Linked DNA regions of Gasterosteus aculeatus: region 2 is linked to region 1. The links are chromatin contacts, called in public Hi-C maps. All regions are on one chromosome and are shown on one strand. The core of a region is the stretch at or near the end of the contact, and the rest is flanking DNA. Distances in the headings are between cores, read along the strand shown.

Region 1 (6,923 bases), core at 2,164-4,663:
TGATCCGACGGTCGGGGAATCAAAGCGCTTCTTCCCGCTGTCCGTTTACCCAGGAAAGGTTTTTTCTGCTTCCTGGCCCAGTTGATGGCATGAATCTTCCCTTCGGTTCCTCTCACACCGAAACCTCCCGGAACCAGGATGCCGCTGAGGACCGGAAGTGAAAGCAGTTGGACGAAACCGTGAATGCAACGTCCGGGTGGGATTACTGCCCATGGACGGGCTCCGGGTACTCACTCAGCACTGCAGAGCTTCTGCCATGCCTCGTGGTACTTCACCGGCTCCTCCGTCAGCGTGCTGGGCTCCAGAGACGCCGAGTCTATGTACTGAGGAGAAGGGACTTGTAAACCAGGGGGACAGTTATCGTTTCCATCACCATAATCATCTTCCATCATCATTTTGTTGTAGTGAAAATGATGTGTGATAAAGAGGCTGCACATAAATACATCCCTAAATCCCAGAGATGTTTTTTTTAGGTCAGATAGCCGTCTCTACGTCTCCAACGTTAAACCTGACACAGCAAACTGTGCCAATGTGCGTTCTGCTGCAGCGACAACGCGCAGCTCGGGCAACAACGCGTGCTCACCTTAACCTCCAATTTATGGCTGATGGCCAGGGCCGAGTGCTCCAGCGCCTTGATGACAGACGCGTACGAGTCGGAGAACTTGGTGTACTTCCCAACCAGCGCGATAGAGCAGTGCTCCAGCAGCCGGTCCGACCTGCGAAGACAAGCGTCAGGAGCGCATCTCCAGTATAAACATCAAGGTTACGAGCGGTCTGCAGGATGAATGAACGTAAAACGGGGGGGGGGGGTGGTTTCCATCGGTTGGGAGACTCACCTGTCGGACATCTCCTTCCATTTTGTCAGCATCTTCCTGGGCCGAGTCTCGATGGGCATGTTGAGTCTCCTGCTGAGGTAGCCCACCACGCCCTGCTGCTCCAGCAGCAGCGGCACTTTGTAGATGGACGACACGTCGTGCACACAGATGACCTGGGACCGGCCGGGGAGGGAGGGTCAGACAGTGGTCCAAAAAGACGGCGGGAATGACGTCTTTTGGCGCGACGTACCTGTTCGGGCTCGACGTGGCAGAACATGGAGATCTTCTCTTTGACCGAGTTCTCCAGAGCGGTGGAGCAGCGGCACATGATCTGTCGGCAAAGGCGGGAAACCAGAGACCGCGTCGGAGGGTTACAGATCCGTGCAAAGAGAGACGCATGTTAAAAAAAGGTTGGACTTGGACGTATTTTTAATTCGCCGCCAAGTAAATCCTACATTTATACGATTTATATGAGGGACAAAACCTCCGGCTGAACTGGTGCCGCGGAGCGCAGCGCCGATGACGACTCACCAGGTCGGGCGACAACCCCAGTCCCCTCAGCTCCCTGACGCTGTTCTGTGTTGGTTTGGTCTTTTGCTCTCCGGTCGCGCTGGGCTGGACAGAACGAGGGAGACGTCGCGACACACAAGTTAAATCCCCACATTCTCTGTTCGTGCTCGTCGGACTCAGTCGGATTCACCGACTGATTTGGCGTGTGATGACATTGGAGAGACACGTTCGTATCGTTATGGTGCATTACCAGAGATTGTGTCAATGTTAATAGTGGTTCCCCTTCTCTTTTGAGGCAGACTGTGCTTAAAGCCACTTGTCGTGGACGGGAGCTGCTCGCTCACCTGTGGTATCAGGCTGACGTGAATGTTGCAGAAGTTCTCCCTCTTCACTTTAAACTGGAACTGCCTGAAGGCCTCGACGAAAGGCATGCTCTCTATGTCGCCGACGGTGCCTCCCAACTGCAAACGAGCAAGAGAAGCATTCTCAGCCCAGCGGAGGAATCCGCGCAGAGACCATCGCTTGGCTGGCGCGCGTTCCGGCGTTATAACTCGTTAATGCTCGGCGTACCTCTATTACACAAACTTGCGGTTTGAGGCCGTCGTCATCCACCGGCACCGTGGCCTGTTTCACCACCCATTCCTGGATGGCGTCCGTGATGTGAGGCACCACTGGAGAAGAGGAAGAAAGACGATTATTTGTTAACAATTTCTCTCGTGCATGCCCCCCCCCCTACACCAAGCTCGGGACAGCGTCTGTTTACCCTGCACAGTCTTTCCCAGGTAGTCTCCCCTCCTCTCTTTGTTGATGACCGACTGGTAGATTTTGCCGGTGGTTAAGTTGTTGTCTCTGGTCAGCCGGATGTCGAGGAAACGTTCGTAGTTCCCCAGGTCCAAGTCCACCTCGCCGCCGTCATCCAGAACAAACACCTCCCCTGGACAAAGTGACGCACGACACCATCGTGAAAAAATAAAATAATAAGTAACGTGCACCCGTTTAACCCCCGGAACGATCACCTCCTCTGACGTACCGTGCTCGTAGGGCGAAAACGTGCCCGCGTCGATGTTGATGTACGGGTCGATCTTGATGGCGGTCACATGCAGGCCGCAGGACTTCAGGATCGTGCCCACGCTGCTCGCGATGATGCCTTTGCCGATGCCGGAGATGACTCCTCCAGTTACCAGGATGTACTTCATCATTGTGCCCTGGTTTCTGGAGATGGATGACAGATTAGTGGCGATCGAAGTAGGATGAGTAAATTCATTAAGTGGACCATGAGTGTAACACAAACAACATCCACGAGTGTATTTACTCACTGTAATTAAGGTGCACTTTTGAGTTGAGCATAACAATAGATATAACGCATATCAACGATCTATATCAAAATAATATTTTAGAACAAAGCCAGAGAACATTTTGGTGAACAATAAAAACAATGGTTAAACCGCCATGTGTTTATTCAACAACGTGGTCCCAAACACCACGGTCTGTAAATACTGATACTCGTTTTCGATTTCCATTTCACAGCATCAAACCCGCCAACCCGGGATCGCAGTTAACGTGACTTAGGTACCAACTTTCACAATAAAAGCACAGCGACAAAACTGTGAAATACTATTGTCGACTTCATCCACTTTTTCGATCTCGAGACCACCGTGACAATGTAATCAGACACGATACTGAGTCGCTACCACGGCAGTTTATAGTTTTATTTTGATTGTTGTTATTGTGCTTGATATGCAACAGTGTCTGCTAACATTAGCTAACCGTATCACACTTCAACTCACCAAAATATTCTTCAGCCACAGCTTACTCTTCAAAGTGAATCTCAAACGACCAAAAACAGTCCACGAGACGTTTTGCCGAAAAATATTTTTTTCGCCCCTTTACAGCGACGCTTTTGTTCGTCCCCGCGCTGCGCTACAGTAGCATCTGTCCTACGATTCACTCCACACGTGTTTGGACCACGACTCAGGGCCGCACTTACATCTCTCATCACGATTCACACGCCGGGGAGCGCGCTCTTGTGTGTCTTCTTCTGTGGGGGTTTTACGGCAGTCAGCGTCCGCTGCAGGTGCTCTGCTGCCCCCTGCAGGAACCAGGCCAGTACCGCACCATCTCAAAATCAACGCGATTTAATGTTAACCATCAAAGCGGCCTACATTCTCTAGGTTTGGTGTTTTTAATCTTTTTTTTTTTAGGGTGTAAGGGACCCTTTAAAGGGTCGTTTGATGCATTCGACTAAAGTTGAATTCGAGGGTTTCAAGTTTAAAACCAACGAACTTACCATATGAAAATCACATCAATCACAGTTTCTAATGGCCCAACGGCGATGGGGTTGGGATAATGGACAAATGTTTGTTTTATGGGAGAGAACTGTCCACAAGAAAATGGAATAATTTTACAATTTATACTTTTTATAAAGGGCTTTGGAGTTATTTATTTTTCATTATTCATTATCTTTAGCTCAATTGTCTGGTGCCGTCATTAAACCCTTCTTTCATTGCTGTACTTAACATCTAAATTCTATACCATATTTGTGAGCAAGTAGTAGCATTAGTAGCAATACTACAAAACAATAATGAACTACAGGTGAAGGTCATGCATTCAAAATTTTACATGAGTAAAATGTAAGAAATGTGCAGAATTAAGTCCACATTAAAGTATCGAAAGTAATTGTACTCAAAATGCAGCGCTTTCAGATTGTCACATCATATCACTGGAATATTATTAGCACGTAGTAAATGGTTTGAGGTGAAGATATTTTAGCAACCTCATACACAAAGATCTCAAGAAATCTGCAAGGCGCGTGTTTTTTTTTCCTGTGAATTTTTGAGCCTCATCCAAAGAACACCTCACTCTTTGATGATGTGTTTTTTATGTAAAAAATGTATAACTACTGCAATAAAAAAGTGTAGTACGGTAAAAGTTCTGTATTTAATTCAGAATTGCATTGAGTTAGCAGTATAGCATAACATAGATATGGTTAAAATGCAAGTTAAATGCAAGTACTGCAAAAACTCCACCACAGTACTGTACTTTACTGTGGCTTTCACAACAAAACCACGATGCTTCATCGCCTTTCATGAGCACCTGAAGGCAGCACTCGTTACGTCTTCCAGTCAGCAGGGGGAGCTCGTGCTTCACATTTCAGGGCTCATATTTGACCATAGAAAAAAAAAAGAGTAGTATTTCCTAATGTGAGGCCTGTAGCCTGCTGTTCACAGATCACACAATGTATTTATCTCAAACTCTTAGCATGTTGGATTCAGAGGAGCATATAAACAATACACCACGAAATCAATTCATTCACATGTTTTATTTTCTTAATTGTAAGAGCAAACGGCCGTGTTTTGAGAATAGGGACACGCTTCAATGGCGTAACAACGCGGGTGTAACGGTGTATCAGCGTGACTCCCGCGATAATGCAAGCTGCTGCTCAGAAGCAGCAAAGCGCGGCTGAATTGATCCCGCAGTAGAAAACGCTTAAATGCTCAGAGATGTTCTCCTGTGGGCCTCACAACACACGTGTTCCTCTTTGCTCTGCCCGACACAAAACAACACTTTTCCGCTGCTCGGCTCCCTATAATAAACAACCACGGCCTAAAGTGGTTAGTTACAGTGCGCTGTGGAAAGGTCAATGATCTTGTGATGTGGATCGCAGTGTGTTATCCCCATTGTGCTCAGTGAGATGTGAAGTCCGCTCAGGCAGCACCGCTGACGCAAATTACGTCAAACTGTGACTGGTTCCATTTGAAACAACAAGGCGTCCACAGAGCTTACTGACGTTTGGCTCATCTGCGACCGGGTTCACTTGTGTGTGTGTGTGTGTGTGTGTGTGTGTGTGTGTGTGTGTGGGTGAGCACCAGCACTGCAGATCCAAAGAACAAAATGCTGGAGTTGGTGACTGATGGCTGACTCACAGACGGAAAGCTGCGAGGCTGAGTGATGCTTCCATGTAACACCCAAATATCTACTCGTGAGCCCGAGCAGCCAACTTAGTCCCTGGAACACACAGGGGGGAGTGGAGGGGGGGGGGGCTTAATGAGGGTTTTAATTCATTTTTGACCAGGGCTGTGATTTAATTAAACTCCCACAGAAGGGCTGGACGCTCTCCTTACCACAAGTCATTTCCTCCCATTAGACAATGCGGCAGGTCAGTCCGAGATTAAACTCTTCTTCCTTCATTTCGTGCAAACGTAGATTCTTACCGGCAGCGTGAGTGTCCGCTTCCTGCTCTCCTTTGTACACCTCCAAAAGACATTGTTCAACATTTCGGGGGCGTATGCATATTTATTTTCTCTCTCGGGAAGAAGAGAAGATCGATGCCACTCCATAGATAGACGTCAATCTTCTCATCTCATTTCTTGTCAAAGAGGCGTTTTCCTCTAATGTTGAACTATGGGGGGCAGCAGAGACAAGTAGAGAATGCGACATTGAGAAGACTTCTTAATTAGAGATGCAAATCCGTCATCAGGTTGTCGCCACGTTGAGAGGCGAATGTGAAAATCTTTTCTTCTTGTTCTTTGGAGAACCGTGTAAATGTCGCATTGTGTGACGCGAGCGAGCGCCGGGTAGCCGAAGGCCGGGCGGCCGCTGTCTCCTTATCTTTGAACACAACATCGAGCTAATGAAAGTCACCAAAGGCTCTTACAGACAATCTTCATTCTCAACCAAGTGGTTCCTTTTGCGCCCGCCAGGGAAAGCGGCGTCCTGGAGGCATGTGGACCGCGCGCGCACGCTAGACCAGGTCAGACGGGTCAGCTTAGCAGCTATGCTAAACACGTCCCCGAGGCCAAGACATTACTTTGCACTGTTTGAGAGAGAGAGGGAAGCCATTCGAACGTCCTTCATAGGCCACATTAATTTTTTTCCAGGAAAGGTGACGCATGTGAAATGAAAAAAAGAATCTCCATTTCTGCACGAGTTTTATCCCACTCATCTAGCGTGGAAAATGCAGCTCTGTCTTACTGCAGCTTCCGTGATAATGTGGGGGTTAAACAGCACGCTGGAGCTGTGAGTGGGGGGGGGGGGGGGTAGATTACTTTGTTTTACGCCGTGGTGATAAAGTCTCTCTCTCTCTCTCTCTTTCTCACACTCTCTCCGTTAATACTAACGCACGCGCGGTTTGTCGGCGTGCTGAGCTGCTGTACTGTCACGCAGTTATATAACGCGCCTCTGACATAAACGAAGGCCCTCAGGTACGCACATCCCGCGCTTTCTTTTGTGGATTAATAATATATGAATGGCACATAATGCTTTTCTCTACACAGCTGAATAAAGTTCATCTCAAAGTTTACCTTAAAATAACAATATTCAATCCTTCATTTACACATTTGTGTTGCTGTCGAATATGCTGTCATCTACAAAGGTGAACGTGACTATAACGAATGTTAAAATGTCTCCAGGAGAAAATGACGATGACAATGTTCCTGTAGCAAAGGTCACTAAATGAATGGTATTATAAATACTACTGGTAAATGCTTAAAGCTATAGAGCAAACTCCCATGAAATAAACAACTGAATATTGCCCCAATTTGTACCTGTAAAGGTCGTTCATTGAGTAGTAATGCCAAAGGTTAATCTACCAAAAAATCT
Region 2 (7,021 bases), core at 781-3,280, 170 kb after region 1:
AATATTTATTTATTTATATTTATTAGTATATTATTAGGCTTTTTCTCTCAGGGCAAGACCCCCCAAGACATCCTTAAAAGTCTAATTTATTTTAATGTTGCTCCCTCCTGTGGACCAGTAAACCTGACATCTTTCCCTAAACACAAAGAGCATTTCTCTTAAAATTGGGATACACTCTTCTCGCCCTTGTTTCCAGTACATCAGTAGATCTAAATTCTCCCCTGGAGGGTTTATACGGATGTGACTGCCTCAATCCCAACTTGATTGGCATGCCGGGGAAAGATGGCGGCTGGTAGTTTGATACATAATTGACATGTGCTCTTGCTTCCTCAAGCATAAACAATAATACTTCGTCCACACCATCCCTTGTTGCGTCTGTTATTGTGATCCAATACGACGGCAGAGCACATCATATAAGAACAGCGGCTGTGGGAATCGCTTTATTAAAAAGACAACTTAATGAGGCAACCTACGACCCACTCCTGCACAAACGTTATCAGCACATTCACAGGACTGCGTGTCCAACCGCACCTCATTTCAGAGCCACAACAATGTGCCACTGAGTTAAAAAGTGACAGCTGGTTTCACAAACTGGTATCTGTCACAAGGTTATTGCGTTTTACAGCATGTGATTCTCCCCCATAGTTCACCGTGCCACTCAGGCCTTGTGCTGCAAATTAGTTTACGTTTAAAATGAGATGTGTGGAAAAAAGCTCACGGGTCAGTAAATCATGCCATGAGTCGCTCATCCTTATTGTTTGGTAACATAATCCCGATACACCTGTCGGGGCAAATACTCTCGCTTTTGCAACCAGGTATCCTAATGAATTCAGCCCATGTGACTGGATGAAAATACTGCTTCGTAAAGAGTAGATGTGAAATTAATAATCAAATAATGAATTAGTGCAGGGTGACAACAAAATCCAAAGATATTAAAGTTACATCATAGAATACAAATGAACAGCAGCACATCGTCGCGTCCAGTAAGCAGGAAATACAGAATGTAAAAATGTTTTATTATGGCCTTAATTGTTAATGTATTTCACAATTATCTGATTAATGGACTCCTTGGACAATGAAGCATAACTTTGTTATTAGTATTAATAATACTATAATAGTTGCATAATACATAATTAAATAATTATTCAAATGGCATATGCCAATCTAAATTTAACCCATTCAGACAACCTCTTTAATTGACCTTATTAAAAACTATTAAACTACAACTTTCAATCTGTTCACCAAACTGACCCAAAATAAAGTAAACAACGCAACAAAACTCACAATCGTTACCTTCGCATTGAGAGTTCAAGCTCACCTGGACGTGACTGTTCAGTGGACCAACGTCATAACTTTGACGCTCATTAAATGTGACCGTAGACACGCGCTTGTGGATCAGCTGGCTCTCAAAAAGTCGGGAGTGAAAACCTGAGTCTCTCTGAACGGAGCGTAAACCAACTCGCTAGCGGGGCTAATTTACACGAGCACACGGCCGATTGGCTGACGGGCCAACCGCCGTGTGGCCGGACCACCCGCGGCTAACGCTAGCTAATGACGCTAGCGTCATTAGCTAGCTTAAGGACGTCAACGGCCGCTAACAAAGAGTCCGGCTCTCACGCGCTCGGCCGGGAGACGCACGCGCGCGGGCGCCGGAGCGCAGCCCTTTAAACGGGGAGTCAAACCCGCGGCTGCTAACGTGAACCAACGCTCGGGTCATGCGTGTGTTCGCCTACGTGCACGTTTTTGTGTGTGTGCGTGCGTGCGTGTGTGTGTGTGTGCCATCAAATCTTCCTCCAAACACACCTGCGAGCCGAGCGGACGAGTAGCAACAGCGGGAGAGACAATGGTCCCAGCGCGGGAGGTGCCGCGGTGGATGTGCCGCAAGTTGTCATCCTATCAGACCCACCTTTGAATCTTTTCCTCTGGGGTTCATTTGTTGTCTTCCTCTCTCTCCCTGGCAGCCATTAGCGCCGCACACGTTCTCAGCTCGCGCGGTCAGGTGGCCCCCACAGCGAAGCGACTTCCGGCAGCGCGTTTCAAAATAAGACGCCTGATTGCGAGGGAGCAGTGAAACATGGGATATGATGCGGTGCAGAATTTGAAACATTCGCGTACATGTACCGGGAAATGTACGGGCCACAAAAGATAGATTAGATTCAAATTTAGTGGATACCAGGAACTTATTAATAACATTCATACCTCCTGGTTAATTCCCCTTCACAGATTTGTACTATTGTGTGTGTTTTCATAAATAGGTGTTGAGTTTTGAAACATAGCTTCGGGTAATAAAATTACACTAAAAGTGTCTTTAGCCTGAACGTAATAAAATGCATTATACACCAAATTCACAAGAGGCACGATTTCTAATGAAAGCCTGATACACATGATATTACAGCTACACATTTATAATGTCTCAATTTAATAGATCAGTTCTTTTTTTCCACAGGGACAATTACATACTTTATTCTGAAGGAAAGTAACAGCAGTTTTCGGCCCTATAGGTGAAATCTGGTTAGTTTTATAAAGTTCCCCGCATAATAGGCAACCAATTAGTATAATGTGGAGGCCCTTTGCCCTCCCCTTCAAACCCAACTGTTACTAACAACGGGAGGACAGAAGAACATGAACACCTGCACAATTCTATGCATCTACAGCGCTGAAATATTATTTGACACACTGACAAAGACATGTGATAAAAGTCCATAAAGATGCACTTTCTTTACATGTATACTGTTGCTGAGTAACTTGAGGCTGATGAGTTTAACTTTTATCTTTAGATAACTAAAATATCTGTATTCCTTCCTTGATGTTCATTTAGAGCAATTACAGAACGTATAGATTCTTATAGACTCTTCAAACGTTTGGAATGATTCTTTGTTTTGTGCATCCGTTTTTTTACTGTAATTCATATTTTTTCTATTGACAAATACCAGGCACAACATCATAAAAATATCATTATGTCAATGCAAGAATCCCAATTAAACTGTTTTAGATTGATTGAGGATGATGTTCAATTGTCTTGTTGAATACTTCATTCGTCATTCTTTACTGCTTCAAAAGATACTTAAAATGTGAACATGGAATGCATTTCTCACAAATGTTTGAGTCATTATCATAAAGCCTTTATAGATATTAAACCGGGTAGATAAAACACAAACGTTCTGTTAGATCTTTTATTACCTTTGTATTGCAGCACGATACAAAACAAAGCGCGGCGGAGGGACGATCCAAAGAAATACAAACAATCCAAACATTCTCTACCATGCGTGTTAAAGCGAATGGACTCCAGAGAGCCAGAACTTGTGGCTGTGTCTGCTCTGGTAAGTAAAGATATGGCTTTTTGTTCGAAGATTGCGAGTGAAGATCTTATTTGTACATTTAGCAGATCTCTCGTGTCTCTCTATTTCCTGAAAGGAGGCTAAGAGGTCTTTAAAAAGCACCACAACAACAGGCACAAAGATACCAGAAACAAATGTTGAATATGTTCTTTGAGGTAGCACACAACACGCTAGAAAGAAGATTAAAAAAAAAGACAAAGTAATAAATACTTGTATGGACCACTACACAAAAGATTTACAATACATACAAAAAAGTTTTTTGGACGTGCTTTTCTCAAGCTGTCCAAAATCACACCTGAGGTAGACTTGTATAGATTTCTGACAAGACGTGTTCCGTCTTGGTCGCACATAAGAAGCAATACAAACAACAAGAAAACAACACAACACTGGGACCAGAGCGTTGCACGTGGCAGATTAGACCCCATCGTGCTGCAGCACCGTGAGCGCAGCACGGTGAACTCAGGCACATAATGATCGTTAATGATGATCAATAATGATGCTTCTGGAGCCCCTGTGTGCTGTGAAATCACTGCGCTCAGTCGCCGGTCCCCATTTTACATGAAACAGCTATTCTGTTATTCTACTCATTATCATGCAGAAACATCACGGACATTATATTAAAACGCGGGAGGGAAAAATAAAAAACACTGGATATTTACAATTTAAGAAAACAACATTTTAAAATATAGTGCCATTCCAGAGCTTATTTAGTGATTACCTGTTTTAATTTACTACTTTAGTGAGTCAACTTGTTACCGTAAAACTGCATTGTTGGGTTTTTATCAATGGTGATTTTTATCAACGATATCATTGATGATTTCTTACATTTCCACTGCAAAGTGAAACTAAAGCTGTTTCCTCCCCGAAGCAGCGACCGACAGGAACCATTAGCCTGGCTTTTTTATGACCTACCAACATCTATAAAGACACAACAAAATAATATCTTCATTTATCACAATATAAAATCTTTTCCTATGAGCTTTCACGCTTGTCGCTAGGCTCGGCTAAACGCACGTTGGCTCCAGCTGAGAACAGGCTACTCAACGCTCATCAATAAACCAGTTCTTCGATCCTTTTACACGTTAAGACTCCCTGAGTATGAACACACTCCAGAACCAGGAAACTAAACAATGCTAATGCCTGCTTAGCGAGCCAGCCGGCTAACCTGTTAGCTATGTAGCTCAGTGAGGCCATGTGGATGTCATGGCGTAGGGCAGGTCGTGACAACACGACACTTGAACCTTTGCAAATACGCTTCAACATTTAGAGGGAACCACTTTCCTCTCCTGCTGGTGTTTCATGTGGCGCAAAATAAGTTTCTGCCGTCTCCCACTCTATTGTTAGAATCTAGAATGCTAGAATCTCACAAGGACATCACATTGACTGTGGTTGCAGACTTTCCCATGTCAAATACAAACACAAAAGAGCGACCCCTGCCGGGAAATGCAATGTGCACAATGCTGAAGAGGGGACGGTTCCTCTGAGACAAAGAAGGCAGACACAGTACTCCCCGGTCCCTGGTGCATGACACAAAATGACATAGAGACAGTGGCTCTTTTGGCAGCTGAGACAATCACATCTTAAACATTTAGATGAATCCTGATAGATCAAAAAACGTTCTCCCTGAGCTCAAAATGAAGACGGTAAATAAAGTGTTTGCAGACTGAGGTGACAGTAAAAGCATTGAAGGAAATACTAGAATGCTGTGTGTTTTTACTGTGCAGTGACAATCCAGTTAAGCTGTAGATTTGTAAAATGAGACTGTTAAACAAACAGTTACACAGTGATCGAATCCTGCAAATTGGCCAAAAACAATGATGTGACTTCCTGCACAGCATGTATACACTCTCACTCTGAAGCAAAACACCAGTTCAAATGCAACCATCACAGCTGCCGGATGTTCAGTCTGTCCTTCAGGGAGAACAACTCTGGATAAATAGATCATGTAAAAAAAGATCATATCCATATACATTCAGCCCCTTCACCTAAACAAGTGAAGGCAAATTGTTTATGTGAAAAATCCCTGATATGTACGTGTGAACCTTTCCTTCGGATTAATACTGTTTCGCAAACAAAGTCTGCCATACAATCAATACTGGTCTTGCATATACGTTTAAATGATGGCAATGATGGCAAGAAAGACATATTTTTGCCACAAAAAAAGTCTGAATTGTTGTTCTCAGCATGTGTGTGGATGTCTTTACGGAATGTGTTGGTTGAAAGCAGCTCTGGACCTCATTGGAAAGTGGAGGTTAGGGCACTTATACATATACATATACATACATGTAACATTCCCTTTTCACAATAATACCTGAAAATAATTCTCAAAAGAGGCTGACACAAATAACCTTTATCTAAATATGTGGCAGCCCCGCATATGTGTCTCATTACATTCACATGACAGATTATTTTTGAAGAGTAAAAAGCAAAAAACTGGCACAATGCTATGTTTGATTATTGATTTACAACATAGTAATAGTATTAGGAAAATTAGGGATTTCTTATGAGAAATGTATTGTGGAATTTCCTAAATCCTAATTTTAGGAGAGAACAAGAATGAGAATAAAGTCAAATTATTACATTATTACGTATGTAACGGTAATGTAATGTTTTTTATATTGCATATGAAAATAAAATGTTCTGCGTTACCACCAGATCATAACCACATCAATTTGTAACAAAATGATAACACTTCCCTTATACCTAATAGTGCCACTTCATCTTACTTTTAAAACAGGGTTTAATCAAATCCGGACACAAGGGTTTGGTTGTTGTTGTTTTTTAAAGGCCAATATTTTTTCTTTACTCACTTTGTTTTTTACTATAATTATCAATATCTTACTTACTTTGATATTTCATTTCACTTGCTTTCTTAACAATGAAATTGAACTACAGAGTCCAAACAAATGCCCCACTGTGGTATTTCGGGTTACATGAATGGAGATTGTCAGCTCTGAGTTTATAATGATGATGATTTTTGCTCATTAGTTGAACCTGAAGCTACAATCCAAAGCATCCACTACACCTGCTACGCCACAAAGTTGACAAATTAAGACCCACCTTGTGGTTCATTCTTATATAGGCCCTTTTATATAGCAGATACTTTGAATTGTCAAAGCAGGGAAAAGATCTGGGTCCCTATGTAGTGTCCCGGTAAGGCAGTGAGGAAGCAAGGACGATACCTCAACAGAAAGCTGCATGTCATAAATTACTCGGGTGGTTTTCCTGTAATAGTTAGATATGCACTTATGTCAAATACCTGCCAGCCAAACCCATTCACCAGCAAGATAATGTGTAAGTTGGTCTGATTGTTTCATTCTAAAGCTAAGACACTGATCCATGGCAACAAAACGGCAACGCAGAAAGAATATTAAAAGTTGTGTCTGCAGCACATCGGCAACACAGCCGCGACTCTCGATTTGGCCGCTTAATAAATAAAACCTGAGGCAGCTCTTTCCAGTAGTGTTTTCCGCGCAAAAACCTCACGGTTTCTCACCCCCCTGATCGCTCACTCTGGGGTTTCAGGGACCAAGTCCAGGTCCTGCTCCTCTTCCTCGTCCCCTGGTGAGGTTCCCTGAGAAGCCCGAGACGAATGCTGCTGCTGCTGCTGCTGCTGCTGCTGCTGCTGCTGGGCTCTGACCGGACAGCTGGCCACCATGTGCGAAACACTTTGACAAAAATGG

Evidence for each region. Hi-C and Micro-C count contacts between places; a contact is called where the count stands out from the background.
Region 2: a Hi-C map of whole body shows a contact between it and region 1, with 4 times the contacts expected there. The contact joins the promoter of pdik1l here to the promoter of ctps1a in region 1. A contact is called at or near these places in 3 of 6 Hi-C or Micro-C datasets (skeletal muscle and whole body).

What each region holds. Positions count from the first base shown.
Region 1 is chr10:14,361,395-14,368,317 of fGasAcu3.hap1.1, forward strand. It overlaps ctps1a (CTP synthase 1a), which reads right to left and starts at 3,414. Exons shown (of 18, transcript XM_078080903.1): 1 at 3,113-3,414; 2 at 2,356-2,537; 3 at 2,089-2,259; 4 at 1,896-1,996; 5 at 1,670-1,786; 6 at 1,347-1,430; 7 at 1,066-1,146; 8 at 837-988; 9 at 584-716; 10 at 235-323; 11 at 50-144. The coding sequence starts at 2,524. All of the region lies in intron 1 of rpl15 (ribosomal protein L15), which reads left to right.
Region 2 is chr10:14,531,985-14,539,005 of fGasAcu3.hap1.1, forward strand. pdik1l (PDLIM1 interacting kinase 1 like) reads right to left here and starts at 2,031. Exons shown (of 3, transcript XM_040188840.2): 1 at 1,907-2,031. The region is part of intron 1 of rpl15 (ribosomal protein L15); the gene reads left to right. It overlaps LOC120826492 (protein lin-28 homolog A), which reads right to left. Exons shown (of 4, transcript XM_040188844.2): 4 at 3,160-7,021. The coding sequence ends at 6,847.